Regions from separate parts of the Mustela erminea genome. Here region 2 is linked to region 1. The links are chromatin contacts, called in public Hi-C maps. All regions are on one chromosome and are shown on one strand. Each heading gives the region's core, a stretch centred on a gene start, on an enhancer-like site or on the middle of the called end of the contact. The rest is flanking DNA. Distances are from core to core; before and after follow the strand shown.

Region 1 (6,347 bases), core at 1,883-4,382:
GCTTTATAGCCTTTCATGATCATGAATTACAGCTATAGGTCCAACTATCTAGTCCTTCTAGCTATTCACTGAACATGGGGGGGGGCAGTCTGGGGCACCCCTGGCTCACTCTCCCCCCCACCCCAGCACTTACCACCATTTGCCATCCAATCTTATATTTTAAAAAGTGTTTATTTATTTCAAGTAGGCTCCATGGCCAGTGTGGAGCCCAATTGGGGGCTTGAACTCACAACGATGAGCTCAAGACCAGAGCTGAAATCAAGAGTTGGGCCCTTAACCCACGAAGCCATGCAGAAGCCCCATCCTCTCCTTTTTTAGTCATTCATCTTGCTTATCGAACCCCCCCCATCCAGAGGACCCCTCCATCTGGGTCTCTGCAGTCCCCCACACCCCTGCACAGGCCGACAGAAGACCCTGGGAGAGTATCTGCTGAATGACAGCTCTAACGGTTTTATTTCCACAGCTGGAATCCCCTACCCCACCCCCACCCCGGGGCTTGGGATAGCAGGGAGGCCTTTGACCAGGAGCACGGGGCAGTGCGGGGCAGGGGCAGTGTGGAGCAGGGGCGAGCGGGGCAGGGGCAAGTGGGTCCAAGGCAGCGGACTCGGGAGGCTGGAGGGTCCCCCTCACACAGGCTCCATCTGCAGCTCTTCCCCATCCACAGCCTCAGTCTGGTGGAAGGCGGCGTGGGAGCCAATCACCACGAGGGTGGCTCCTGCAGGGAAACAGGCAGTTCAGGGCGTCACTCCCTCACCTGCTCCCCACTGCCCGCCCGCCCGCCCGGGCGTCCCAGAGTCTGTACTCACTCACCCAGGACCCAGAAGACAGCAGAACCTGCGCCAGCCAGCCAGAAGAAGGGGAAGGAGACACCCCCAGCCAGAGCGTACTGATGGGCTGGGGTCACCTCTCGGCCTGGGGGTGCAGATGGCATTGGGGCTGCTGTTCCAACACTCATGTCTTCTCCCCGAGGAACCCCCGACAGCCCACCAACAGTCTGGTGTAACAAGCTCCAGGAGACTCAGGATCGTCCGAGCTCCTCATGCCAAGGCCCCCCAGCCTGGGTCTCACCCATTTCTCTGATGGTCCCACTGCCCACCCAAACAGAGCACCTTCCTTACCACAACCGCCCACCCCAACCATGCTCACTGCCCTTCAGCCCCACCTCTGCTAGGAAGCTCCCCACCTCCCACTCCTCCAGACTACGGCTCTCCTGCTCCCATCCCAACTCACATAAACCAGGAGTCTCAAACGTGTCACCCAAAGACCAAGTCTGATCTGTGGATGTGTTTTCTGAGTCTGCACACTGTTCCCCAAGTTGGGGCTGTTGGACTGAGCGATTTCATATAAGAATATAGAGTTCTGGCTTCTTGGGGCAGGCTGGAGGATAGGGTCCGCATGCTCCAGGCGCCCCCTCCATGCCCTGTGCCTGCATGACATGCCCTCAGGTGCCAGCCCACCCGTGTCACGGACAGAACACACAATCCTCTGAAGGACCCTGACTTGGGTCTTCCTGTTTGACCCCAGCTCTTCCATATCACCACTCTGAACCTTGAGCTTCCCGTGGGTGGAGACACAGGCCCCTCTTTCTTCCCAGTGGTACAAAGGGCCAGTCTGGGACCACAGGAGCCACAGACTTCAGCTTCCCTCTAGGAACAGTCCCAAGATCTTTCTGGCCCCGCCCCAGGCAGCTGTAAAGGACTGGGGCCCAGATCTAGGCCAGCGTAAGGTCGCCACCTGGTGTCCAATGTGGGTACCTGCAACTGATGCTTTCCGCAGAGAGGCGAGGGAGGATGGATGGATGGATGCGAGGGAAAGGAGGTTTAAAGGACAGGAGCCAGCTGAAGAGTTGGTTCTGGGGTATCTCTAGCTTTGAGAATACCAACCGGGGGGGGGGTCTCTGAGGCTGGGTGTGAGCACCTGGTGTGTCTGAGATTTTAAAGGATGGAATTAGGGGGAACCAGTGTAAATCTATGCTTGGGCAGACTGGGGTCTGGGGTCTAAGGCTTGTGTTCCAAGACCAGGATTTGAAGGATCAGGGAACTGTCTGGACAGGGGCTTTCTCACCAAAAAGCACAAACTTGGACTGCAACGTGCGCAGATAGAGGATGTAGCAGGCGCCAAAGAAAACTGCCAGAGCCACCAGCAGCATGGGGGACGTCACCCTGGAGAAGGGTAGGGAAGCATTGGTCAGGCGGCTGACCACCTACACCGGAGGACAGCAGGCTAAGTCTTTGAGGCCAGGCAAGACCAGGTCACATCCGGTCCCACGGTGTCCCGGCCAGGCTGATGGGGCAGTACGAGCCGGACCCTTAGGTGAAAAGGTCTGGCCGAGCGGTGCCGTGGGGGGCGGGGCCGACCCGCGCGGACTGGGCTCTCCGGTGGGGGCGCGGCCCCGCCCCGCCCAAGGGGTTCAGTGCAGAACGGGCGAGGCACTCACACACAGTAGAGGATGAGGCCCAGGAACACGAACACGTAGTTGCTCTGGTAGTACTCCACGTTGCGAACCAGGCGCTGGCACAGCTCGCCCAGGTTGCGGGGCCGCGAGAAGCGCCGCTGGTCCACGAAGGAGCCCCAGGGCCGGATGGTCGCGCGGCGCCGCTCCAGCCACTCACGGCCGGCGCCGGACGGGATCAGTTTCGGCAGCAGGGTCCTGGTGGGCAGCCCCGGGTCAGCCGTAGACCGGGGTTGAGCCCGGATCCCCCAACTCCCCACCCCCCGAGCAAGAAGGCGGCCGTGAGGGCTGGACTCTGGGGCCCTGAGGGGGACGGGTCCGAGCCTCCTGAATGCCGGAGGAGTAGGGGGCGGCCCAGACTCCAGTGTCCTCGAATTGGAGACCAGGAGCCCAGACTCTGGTGTCTGAGGCCCGGACTCCCGGGACTCGAAGGAGGAGGGGGCGGAGGGCCAGGGCTCCCGGGTTTCGGTCGGGGCGGGGGGCTAGAGCCGGCTTGCTCACGTGGCGCTCAGCCCTTCCGGCTCGGAATCCTTCTGCGGGTCCTTCTCGGTCGCCATGTCTGCGTCCTGAGGGGTAAAACCGTTACAACGAGCCCGACGCCCGGCTGACCACGGCAGCCCCGCCCGAGCCCGGCCCCACCCAGCGGAGCCGACGTGGCGAGGCCGTTCCGGAGCCGCCGTGGGCGGTGAATCTGCCGCGGAGCATTGCGGGAGTTGTAGTCCTCGTGGTGTTACGGAGGGTCTGGCTCGCGAAGCACCTTGGGAGACGCAGTCGCGTAAAGTAACGCTAAACCCCTCTGGGTATTGTGGGAATTGTAGTTCCAGAAGCGGGGCGGGTGGTGGTTGGGAGTGGGGTGTCCTGGGAGATCTAAAGGCAGAAGCAGTCGTCCTGTACTCCCTCCCCTGCGGAGTGGGGCTCGTGAGGAACTGTCGTCCTGACTCGGGTGCATAAAAAACACCGGGGTGGGGCCCATCAATCTGCATTCCTAACAAGTTCCTAGGTAATGCTGATGCTACTGGTCCACGGACCGCGTTTGAATGGCGAGACTGTGGATAATTTGTGGAAATCTATTCCTTTCTGGAGGCGGAAGCTAATGACAGGGCCATGGTTGCTGGAGGGGTATCTGAGGTGGAGAGCAAAGCTCCCCCCCCCATACCCTTGAGCTCCCAGGGATGGAGGGGTTAGGACTAGGGACCTCGGGATACCCCCCACCCCTCAGATAGGAAGAGGGGAGTTGGGAAAGGGTTGAGAATTTATTTGTTTATTGGCTGGGGTGGGTGGGGGTGGGTAGCAGGGCAGAGGGGGAGGGAGAGAATTTCTAGCAAGCTCCACGCCCTATGCGGAGCCCAGTGTGGGGCTCCATCTTGGAACCTCAGGATCCTGACCTAAGCCAAAATCAAGAGTCAGGTGCTAAACTGACTGGGCCACTCAGGTGCCCCCAGGTTTGAGAATTTTTGAAAGAGGGACTTGTTATAATTGAAAGAACTGGGATTCTGGAGTCAGAGATGAAAACCTAGGCTGTGATGATCTCCCCGAACCTCAGTGTCATCATCAGGACTGTGGAAACCCTGATAGTACCCCACTCATGGGTTATCATGATTTGGTTAAATGGTCCATGTATAGTGCTTAGAGGGGTCTTGATACCTGATATTCTTCAATAAATGGTAGTTGATGTTATTGCCATTACATCACAAATGTTTTGATTATATCTAGAGTTACACCTTCTAAAAAAATTATTTTAAGTAATCTGCATACCCAATGTGGGGCTCAGACTCACAACCCCAAGATCTAGAGTCCCAAGTTCCGCCAGCTGAGCCAGCCAGGTGCTCCTCACCTTCCTAAATTTAACAGTAATGTTAGGAACTGCTGGTCCCTTGGATGTCCCAAGGCGTGGCTGGTGTCTGAGCCATGGGCCTTTCTTTTCCCTGGTTCCCACAGCCATGGCTCCCTCTCAGTTCTTGCCCCTGCCCCTGAGTGAGTAATGGATAAATGGCCAGAATTCTAACAGGGTGCACCAGAAGAGCCTCAAGAAAGGGGTGTATGGAAGTATCAGGAAGCCTGGGCTCCCTTACCTGGACTGAAGTTTCAGGGCTGGGTGGGACAGTTGAATACTGCTATGGAATATCCAGGGGACTCTTAACCCCAGCTGTCTTCTGAGACCCATCTCCCTTCTGGTTTGGGCTATGAGGCCTGCTGGTGGGCATTCCTATGAGGCGGGGGAGGCAGCCTCTGCCATAGGGGCTGGTACAGCAGTAAGCAGGGAGGCCCCCTGTGTGGGAAGGTCACAAGCCAAAGCTGAATGAGCCAGAGTTTGAAGATCAGATTGGCTCGATCCTGTTTATTTCCCCTTTGTCACCCCCAGGCCTTTAGTGGAATCTTGTTCAGGATTCCCACTTGGGTCTAGCTAGTTTCTGGAAATCAAAGGAGGACTGTGAGTGCACAATTAGCCCAGAGCATTAATGGGGGAGCAGCACCCGAGTTCAAAGTGATGGGGGCAGCAGAGGTGAGAAGAGCCCCCAAGAGGGAGATGAATCTTGGGGAACAGACAGTGGGAGGCCTCCTCCTACAGCCAACCTTGGGGAGTCTGGGTTTGCTTTTGTTAGGAGAGCCAGTTGGGTTTCTTTATAGGAGGTGCTGAGCAGTATGGGCTTTGGACAGTGGTGTCCAGAGCAAGGATATTGTGGGGAGCGGCCCTCTGAGTGGGGTGTGGGGAGTTCTGAATCGGGGATCTCAGGAGATGGGGCCTCAGCACAGGGACAATGTGGGAGAGGAGCCCCTTGAAACTGGGATTGGGGGAGAGATGGGAGGGTCCTTGAGGCAGGGGGATGGTGGGAGATGGCAGGGAGAGGGCAGGTGGGCCCTGAATTAGGGGGATGGTGGGAAATAAGGGGGCCCCTGAAAAGTCTGTGGGAGACAGGCTCTGGCCCTGTGCTCCCTCCAGTCTGAGGCCTCCTTCCTGCCTCTTGGATCCCTGGAAGAAGTGGAGCTGGGAACGTAGGAGGACCTCAGCACAGACAATCAGAAACCTGGCTTGTGTCCCTGCTGTGTGACTTCAGGGAAGTCCCTGCCCTCTCTGGACCTCGGCTGTCTATGAGAGTACAGGTTGCCCCCAGTATCCCAAATGGAGTGTTCCTAGGAAAACTGCTATAAGCCAAAATGGGGTAAAGCAAAGAGTAGCCCCACTTTCCAGAAGTTCATGTCACTTCGCTTTGATAAAAGACCTACATTAGCACCTACATTAGACCTACATTCGCTAAATGAAAGAAATCCCAAGAGGACTTTCACTTTTCCGAAAAAGGCCATAAAGCCATTGGGCGCTAATGTAGGTCAATGTAATTGTAGGGTATGGTGGGCATGTGCACACTCACACTCAACGTCTTGGGGTTGGTCAGAGAGTCGACCTGGAGCCAAGGGCCGCTGCAGCCCAGCCAGGAGGGCTGGAAGTCAAGGGACGGACAACAGCCGGTGGGAATGCGGGATGACCTGTGAGCTCTGGGAAGGGTATGGCCGTCTTAAAGCGAAAACACAGCCTGTGCCACCCGCAGCCATCCCTCTCCTAAGCATAAACCCAACAGAGACGCATACGCAAGTCGTCGGAGGACACTGTTAGAAAGGTCCTAAAGCAACCGATACGTGGGACAGTGTGAGTGACTCTCACAGGGGTGCCGAGGACAAGAAGCCGGACACACACGACCACGTGCTTGTAGGATTTCATTTACACGAAGTCCCAGAACAGGTGCAACTAAAGGATGATGACAGAAATCAGAGCAGCCTCTGGTGGGGGAGGGGCGCTGGCGAGAAAGGGGCACGAAGGAACTTTCTGGGTGGGTGGAAATGTTCGGTACTTTGATCTGGGTGGTGGTTATGCACTGTAGGTTTTTTTTTTTTAAAGATT
Region 2 (6,347 bases), core at 2,232-4,731, 170 kb before region 1:
GCTTTGTCTCTGTAGCTGTAGCTTCCCCGCTCTAATACCTGTGAGCTCTGCGACACTCAGACACCCCCAATCCTTCTGTGACCCTGCGGGACCTGGGGCCACGCTGACCCCACGTGGGCTTCCCCCCGGTTTAGCCTCTGGAGCGTTGTCCCTCCATGGAGCAGACTTTTAAAAGTCCTGATATTGTGCTCCATTGCTCCGCCGCTTGCCAGGAGCCGGCCCCTCACCCTGCGGTCTATCTTCTGGTCACTTTTGATTTACTTCTCCGCTGGTCCTACCTTTCAAAAAGTGGTCGATTTTCTGTTTATAGAATTGTTGCTCTACTTCTCTTCGATCTCCTGTTGGATTTGTAGGTGTTTGCAATGGTTTGATAAGCTATCTAGCTGATCTCCTGCTACCTGATGTCATCTCAGCCTGCTACTTCTCCGCCATCTTGACTCCTCCCCCACTGTTGAGTTTCTTATATGTCAAGTATAACTCAAAAAAGTTGTAAAATTGTATATGAAATATTACGTGAAGTACAAATTTTTTGAAATTCAAAACTGGATAGCAGGGACTTTCTCCCACATTTCTGTCCTAGTTCACCAGAGGCAGCAGAGCTCTTCCACGGCCTAGCAGGTCTGAGCCTCCATAGCCTCACTCAGTCACAGTCCTTCTGGCTCCCCAGGCTCTCTACACTGGACCCCGCCAGCCCATCTGGCCAGCCAGGCATCTGCCCGCTGAGACTGGTCGCTCTGTGAACAGCTCGTCCCTCCACACCATCTGTCTTTCAAGGGGCAAAGGTCCTCTCATGCTTCCAGTCTCAGCTGAAAGGTCACTTTCTCAGGAGTGCTCCATGGGACCCCCATCAGCTAAGACCCCCTGACGTGCTCCAGATGCATCAGATACTTTCCCTTCCTGGCCCTCCTCTTGATTATAGTTGACTCCTCAGTGCCATGACTTTCTAGTGCTGCTGGCCCTGGTACAGGGTAAACCCCACGAGTCCAGAGCCCACATCTATACTGTTCTCTGTGGAGTTCCCAGGATCCAGCCCAGGGCCTGACATGTCACAGATGCCCAGTAAATACTCACTGAGGGCATGAGGGAAAGCACACAATGTCCCCCCATGTGAACCTGGGGTCAGAGCCTCTTCCCTGCAGACTGAGGCCATTGGCATCAGCATGGGAGGAGGCCAGCATGTGCCTGAAGCTGACCCCGTTAGCTTCCAGGCCTTAATCCCTCCTAGATTCAGGAGGGAGGACAGGGGCCTTCTACAGTTAGAGGTCAGACCCCCATTCATTCCCACAACATGGACACCCCCTCCCATCTGGATCTTGTGAACGACTTTTCCCTTTGGAAGGCCTGGGTGGGCAGCCTGTGTCCTTCCTCTTCTCTGAGAGATCTGACCTTGCACAAATTCTGGATCACAAACTCTAGATGCAATTACTACCAGGGGAGTTCAGAGCCCCACCCTGACCTCCAAAGACATCAGGAGCTGACTCCTCATCCTGAGGACCCTTGGTCTGTGGGGACACCTGCTATGTCTCCCTGAAGATGTCTCAGTAGCCCAAGGTGTCCTGGGGAACGAGGGTGAACTTCCCAGGCAGGAAAGACAGGAGAACCCAGCATCTGCCTGTATTTCCTTGGGGCTGAGTCTCTGGGTAGGGCCACCCCAGCTCCTGGTTCCTGTGGGGAGACCTAGAGCAGAGGAGAGACAGGGACACATGGCTCCCCCTCCCTGTTGTGATGGGGAGACAGGACATTGTAGTGGTCAGCCCCTCAGGCCAGTGCTTTTTCCCCAAAGGCTCAAGAGACCCCCTACTAGGTCATTCTCAAAATCTCGAGGACAGACAGCTCCTACTGAGGGAGCAAATCCCTCTGGGTGGAGAATTCTCCTGACACAAGAGCAGGAATCTTCTAGACTATGTCTATCTTCTCCCTGGGCTCATGGAGCCCTGGGATGGAGTCAGAGAGTCTAGAACCCACAGGGACCAAGATCCAGGCTGACCAATCCCTCACCTCTGCCCAGGGCTCAGGGACCCTCATCCTTTGGTCACCATCCCGGGTGCTATGCCCAGACTAGCCTCCAGGGGGCAACATAGGGACATGCAGACAACACACAGGACATTACCCTGAAGTTGGCTTTGGCTGAGGAGAGAGAGAAGAGATTGGTTTCCATCCCTTTCTCCCACAGACCCTTCTGGGTCCCTCCCACATGCCTGTTCTGTCCTGCGTACTCCTTCTAGGGCCCTAGCAGCACACTGATCTGTCAGGGGTCCCTGTGCAGCTCCCCATGCCCTGCCTGGCACCACCCATGGAGAAAGCAGGGTGACCACAGGAAGGTCCCCCAGGCAGAGGACACAGACTGCCCAGGAAGCTCAGGAGCACACAGACTGTCTCCGGGCCACAGTTCATCCAAAGGATACAGAGAGGGAAGGTCTCCTCAAAACATTTCCAGGAGCCGCAGCCGCCTGACCTCCCACCATCTCTTCTCTTCCCAGGACACACAGGGAACTCCCTTCACACCTGGGACTGGAGATCCTGAGACACCTGGTCCTGGGTCTGTGTCCCTGGAAGCAGAGGCTGGGCTGGGGACACCTGGGGATAGACCATGGGTCCCTCACCTGTCATCATCCAGCCTGCTCCTTTCTCACCCCCAGAGTCATCTCTGGGACCTTTCCGCCAGGAATCAGTCCAACCTCCCCAGAGCCTATGAGAGCACTGGGGAGACGGGTGCCCAGCTGGCCTTCTCTGTTACAAACGGAAATCATCCCCGGGATCTGGGGACCCTGGGGCTCTGTGTGTGGTGCCCACAGACTCAAGGCCAGGACACAGCAGGGGAGTGGGGAGAAGGGCCATCCTCTAAGGGAACTGGGTCCCCCTCAGTCTTGCTATTCAGAGTGAGCTTCCTGGGCCAGGGTGGTCAGCATCACCTGGGGGCTTAGTAGAGGCAGACTCTGGGGTCCACTCCACACCCACTGAGTCAGACTCTGCATTTTCACAGGATCTGCAGACCCTCCATGGGCACAGGAGGGGGAGAGGCGGCCACACCCCCACATCATGGTGTCTCAGCCTGGCTGGGCATCTGCTGAAGCAGCATTTCTAGGTGTCCCCTGGGCATTCACAGTCTTGATACAGTTCCACAGTGATCCCAGTGCACAGTAGGGGTGACATCCCGGTGACTGGAGTTCCTGAGGCGGCCCCCAGGCTCCTGCTGAAGGGGAAAGCCACAAGGAGAGGAGAGAGGGATGTGGGGGCGCTGCCCCTGCACCTTGACCCTGAGCTCTGTGGGTCTCCAGACCCCAACGCGACAGGCTTGTGCTTGTCCAAACAAGGGGGTGTGTGTACTCTTGCATGTAGTGTGAAATCACAGCTGAAGAGGGAGAGGCCTCAGCCCTTGTCAGGGAATCGAAATGTAGACAGAAGTGAAAGGGGAAGAAGGGGACAAGGAAGTGGGGAAGGAGGTAAGGGGTGGAGGAGCGAGGGGAGGGGAAAGGAGGGGCCCTGGCAGATACCCCGCCCCACACTCCTGCCTCCGGGGCCACTTAAGACAGAGCCAACATTGGGACAACTGCTTCCCTGAGCATTTCTGGAGCAGAAGCTCTTCTCACAGAGGGAGGGACAGAGCGGGCAGCGGGCAGCGGGCAGCGGGCACCATGGAGCCCCCTTCGGCCCTTCCCCGAGGAGGACGGGTCCCCTGGCAGGACCTCCTGCTGGCAGGTGAGAGGGACAGTTCCCTGGGAGGGAGTGGGAGGATGGGAGAGAAAGGCTGGCTGAGGTCTCCAGGGAGGACAGGACTCTGAGAGGGGACAAGGGAGCAGGGCAGGACTGGGGGAGCCGCTCAGCGACAGGACTGTCTCAGAATCTGGAGGTGGTGACCCACGGGCTGTTCCCCAAGTTACTCATCACTGAGCACTGAATTTGGAAAACTGATGATAACAACAACCAGGGACCCTAACTGCTGTCCCTTCCCACCAACCTGAGATCTTGACAAGCGCCAGACTTGGAGGGCCCTGGGGACAATTCATTCAGCCCCGGTATTTGCCGCCTGCCCCACCACGGGGGTACAGCACACATCAGACGAGTCCCTGCTCCCCAGGCTCACTTCTGTGGGGACGAAGACGTCTAGAATGTGAGGTCAGGTTCTGACAAGCATCATGAAGGGAACAGAACAGGGAAAGGTCAGGACATGGAGACAGAGGGTCTTCAGAGGAGGTGGTCAGGGCAGGCCTCTCCCGAGGCCTGCCTCGCTCGCTCACAAGCGAGTCCTCTCACGCTCCCCTGAGCGTGAGCAGGTATCTGAGGGCAGTGAGGGAGTGAGCCACAGACATGGGAGGAAGTTGTTCCAAACAGAGGGAGTAAGTTCCGAGGTGAAGCAGTGCGGTCATGCCGCTGACCTTGACCAGCATAGACACACAGATACCCGTGCACACTCACACACACACACTCCGAGGCTAGAGGGCTAGGGGATGCGGACCTGCTCCGTCTGCAGGGCCCCAGCTTTCCCTCTGACACCCAGGTCCAGACCCTGATCCGTCTGCTCCCTTCCCTCCTAGTCTCGCTCTTAACCCTCTGGAACCCACTCACCACTGCCCAAGTCACTGTGGAGTCCGTGCCGCCCAGTGCTGCCGAAGGGAAGGACGTCCTTCTGCAAGTCCACAATCTGCCTGCGGATCTTGTAGGTCTCACTTGGTTTAGAGGGGAAAGCATAGCGCCCAACCGTCAAATTGTAGCATATGTAGTAGCCATACAAGTAAATATCCCAGGACCTGCACACAGCGGCAGAGAGACAGTGTACCCCAATGGATCCCTGCTCTTCCGGAACATCACCCTGAATGACACAGGATACTACACCCTACAAATTGTGAATAGAAATGTTCAAGTTGAACAAGTAACTGGACAGCTCCGTGTATTCCGTGAGTAATTCCTTCTTATTTCTGGTGCTGGGTGGGGTGAATTCCTGCTTCACACAGGATGACAGGCCAGGACTGGGCCTCCATCCCTCTCTGCACTATGTCCCATGTGGGAGGAGGGTTCCAGCATTTAGTGCAGGACACACAGTGGAGACTAACTTCCTAAGATTGGAATTCCTTTCCTGGAATCCAGACTCTGGGATCATCTGAGAAAGACTCTGCAAGATCCATCAGGGCCAACCTGAGGGGCTGCCTGGGATCCTCACCAGAGCTCATCCCAGACCACTGTCTCAGGGCTCCTGACTCTAGTGACCCTGGGGCATCTGTGCCGGGATGGGGTTGGGGCTCCTGGGCAGACCTGACTGGAAGCAACCATATCTGGCTGCCTGAGCTGGTCACCAACCAGGGTTCAGTCTCAAGAGCCACATCGGGGGAGGGGCCAGCCTGGTCCTTCACCTGAGGCTCAGCATGGACAGCACAGACCTAAAAAGCCCCCAGTCCATTAGCTCTGGGGGATTTGGGGGACACCAGAGGAAGGGCAGCACCGCCAGGGAGGAACAGAGCAAAGAGAAGCTCCATGCCACCCCTCCTCCTCCAAGAATCAAGCCCAGGGAGCCTTCTCTTGTGGAGCAAAGTAGTAACAGCTGCTGTTTGATTGGCCAGCTGCTATAGCCCAAATTTGGGTCAGGTATTTGGGGTTGTTTAAAGGATAATGCACAGGCCTAGAAAGTAGAGGTCATTTACCATTCTTCCTGGTGCTTTAAGGGGAAACCAAGGCACAGGGAGACACCGTCACTGAATCAGGGTCACACAGACTGAGGAGCAGCAGATGGGAGTGACCCCGGTTCTGTGTGCAGACACAGCCCCGTCCTCTCCTCCGTCAGAGGGAGGGATGCTGGTGTGGGCGGTGAGAGCAAATAGAGGCTCGCTCCGTGTTTGTGTTTGGTCTGGAACCCAACACCCTTTGTCAGCAATCAGAGGCAGAACAAGCTGGCCGCCCCTCAGATGCCTGAGCCTCACCTCACTGTGCTGGACTTGAGATCTGATTGTTTCTGATTGTTTCTGATTGTTTCCTGGTGTGTTCCTGGCCCTCCCACTGGGTGTCCAGGGAAAGGATTGGCCTTCTGCTCCCCACTCTGCCCCTGAAACCAGCCCAGGATCCACATGTAGGAAACTCAGTTGCTTTTGTTTGGGAAGGAAGGAGGGAAAGGTGTGGGAGTTTCTTCCAATGAGGGCAGGGAGCCTGGTGGTCAGATCTCCTAGGATCCTGCACCCAGGGCGCCTCTCTGAAGAGATGATGGGTCGTTCATTCCCTCAACACCCCTGCCTCCTGCTCATCCCCTCACTCTCTGCCGGTCATTGGACTTGGCTCTGCCATGGGAGGTGTCACTTCCTCATGAGGGTCACTGCCTCACTCGTTATCAAGCAAATGGGCAAAGCTCAGGTCTTTGGGAC

The links. A called contact is a pair of places that touch in the nucleus more often than the background predicts.
Region 2: a contact with region 1 is called in a Hi-C map of spleen, with 4 times the contacts expected there. The contact joins the promoter of LOC116579471 here to the promoter of RABAC1 in region 1. A contact is called at or near these places in 2 of 3 Hi-C or Micro-C datasets (fibroblasts and spleen).

Annotation. Positions count from the first base shown.
Region 1 is chr19:640,339-646,685 of mMusErm1.Pri, reverse strand. It overlaps RABAC1 (prenylated Rab acceptor protein 1), which reads right to left and starts at 3,132. Exons shown (of 6, transcript XM_032323140.1): 1 at 2,954-3,132; 2 at 2,438-2,650; 3 at 2,065-2,162; 4 at 811-912; 5 at 579-715; 6 at 428-547. The coding sequence starts at 3,009. The coding sequence ends at 627. All of the region lies in intron 1 of ERFL (ETS domain-containing transcription factor ERF-like), which reads right to left.
Region 2 is chr19:806,851-813,197 of mMusErm1.Pri, reverse strand. LOC116579471 (carcinoembryonic antigen-related cell adhesion molecule 1-like) reads left to right here and starts at 3,481. Exons shown (of 18, transcript XM_032324895.1): 1 at 3,481-3,699; 2 at 4,536-4,895. The coding sequence starts at 3,636.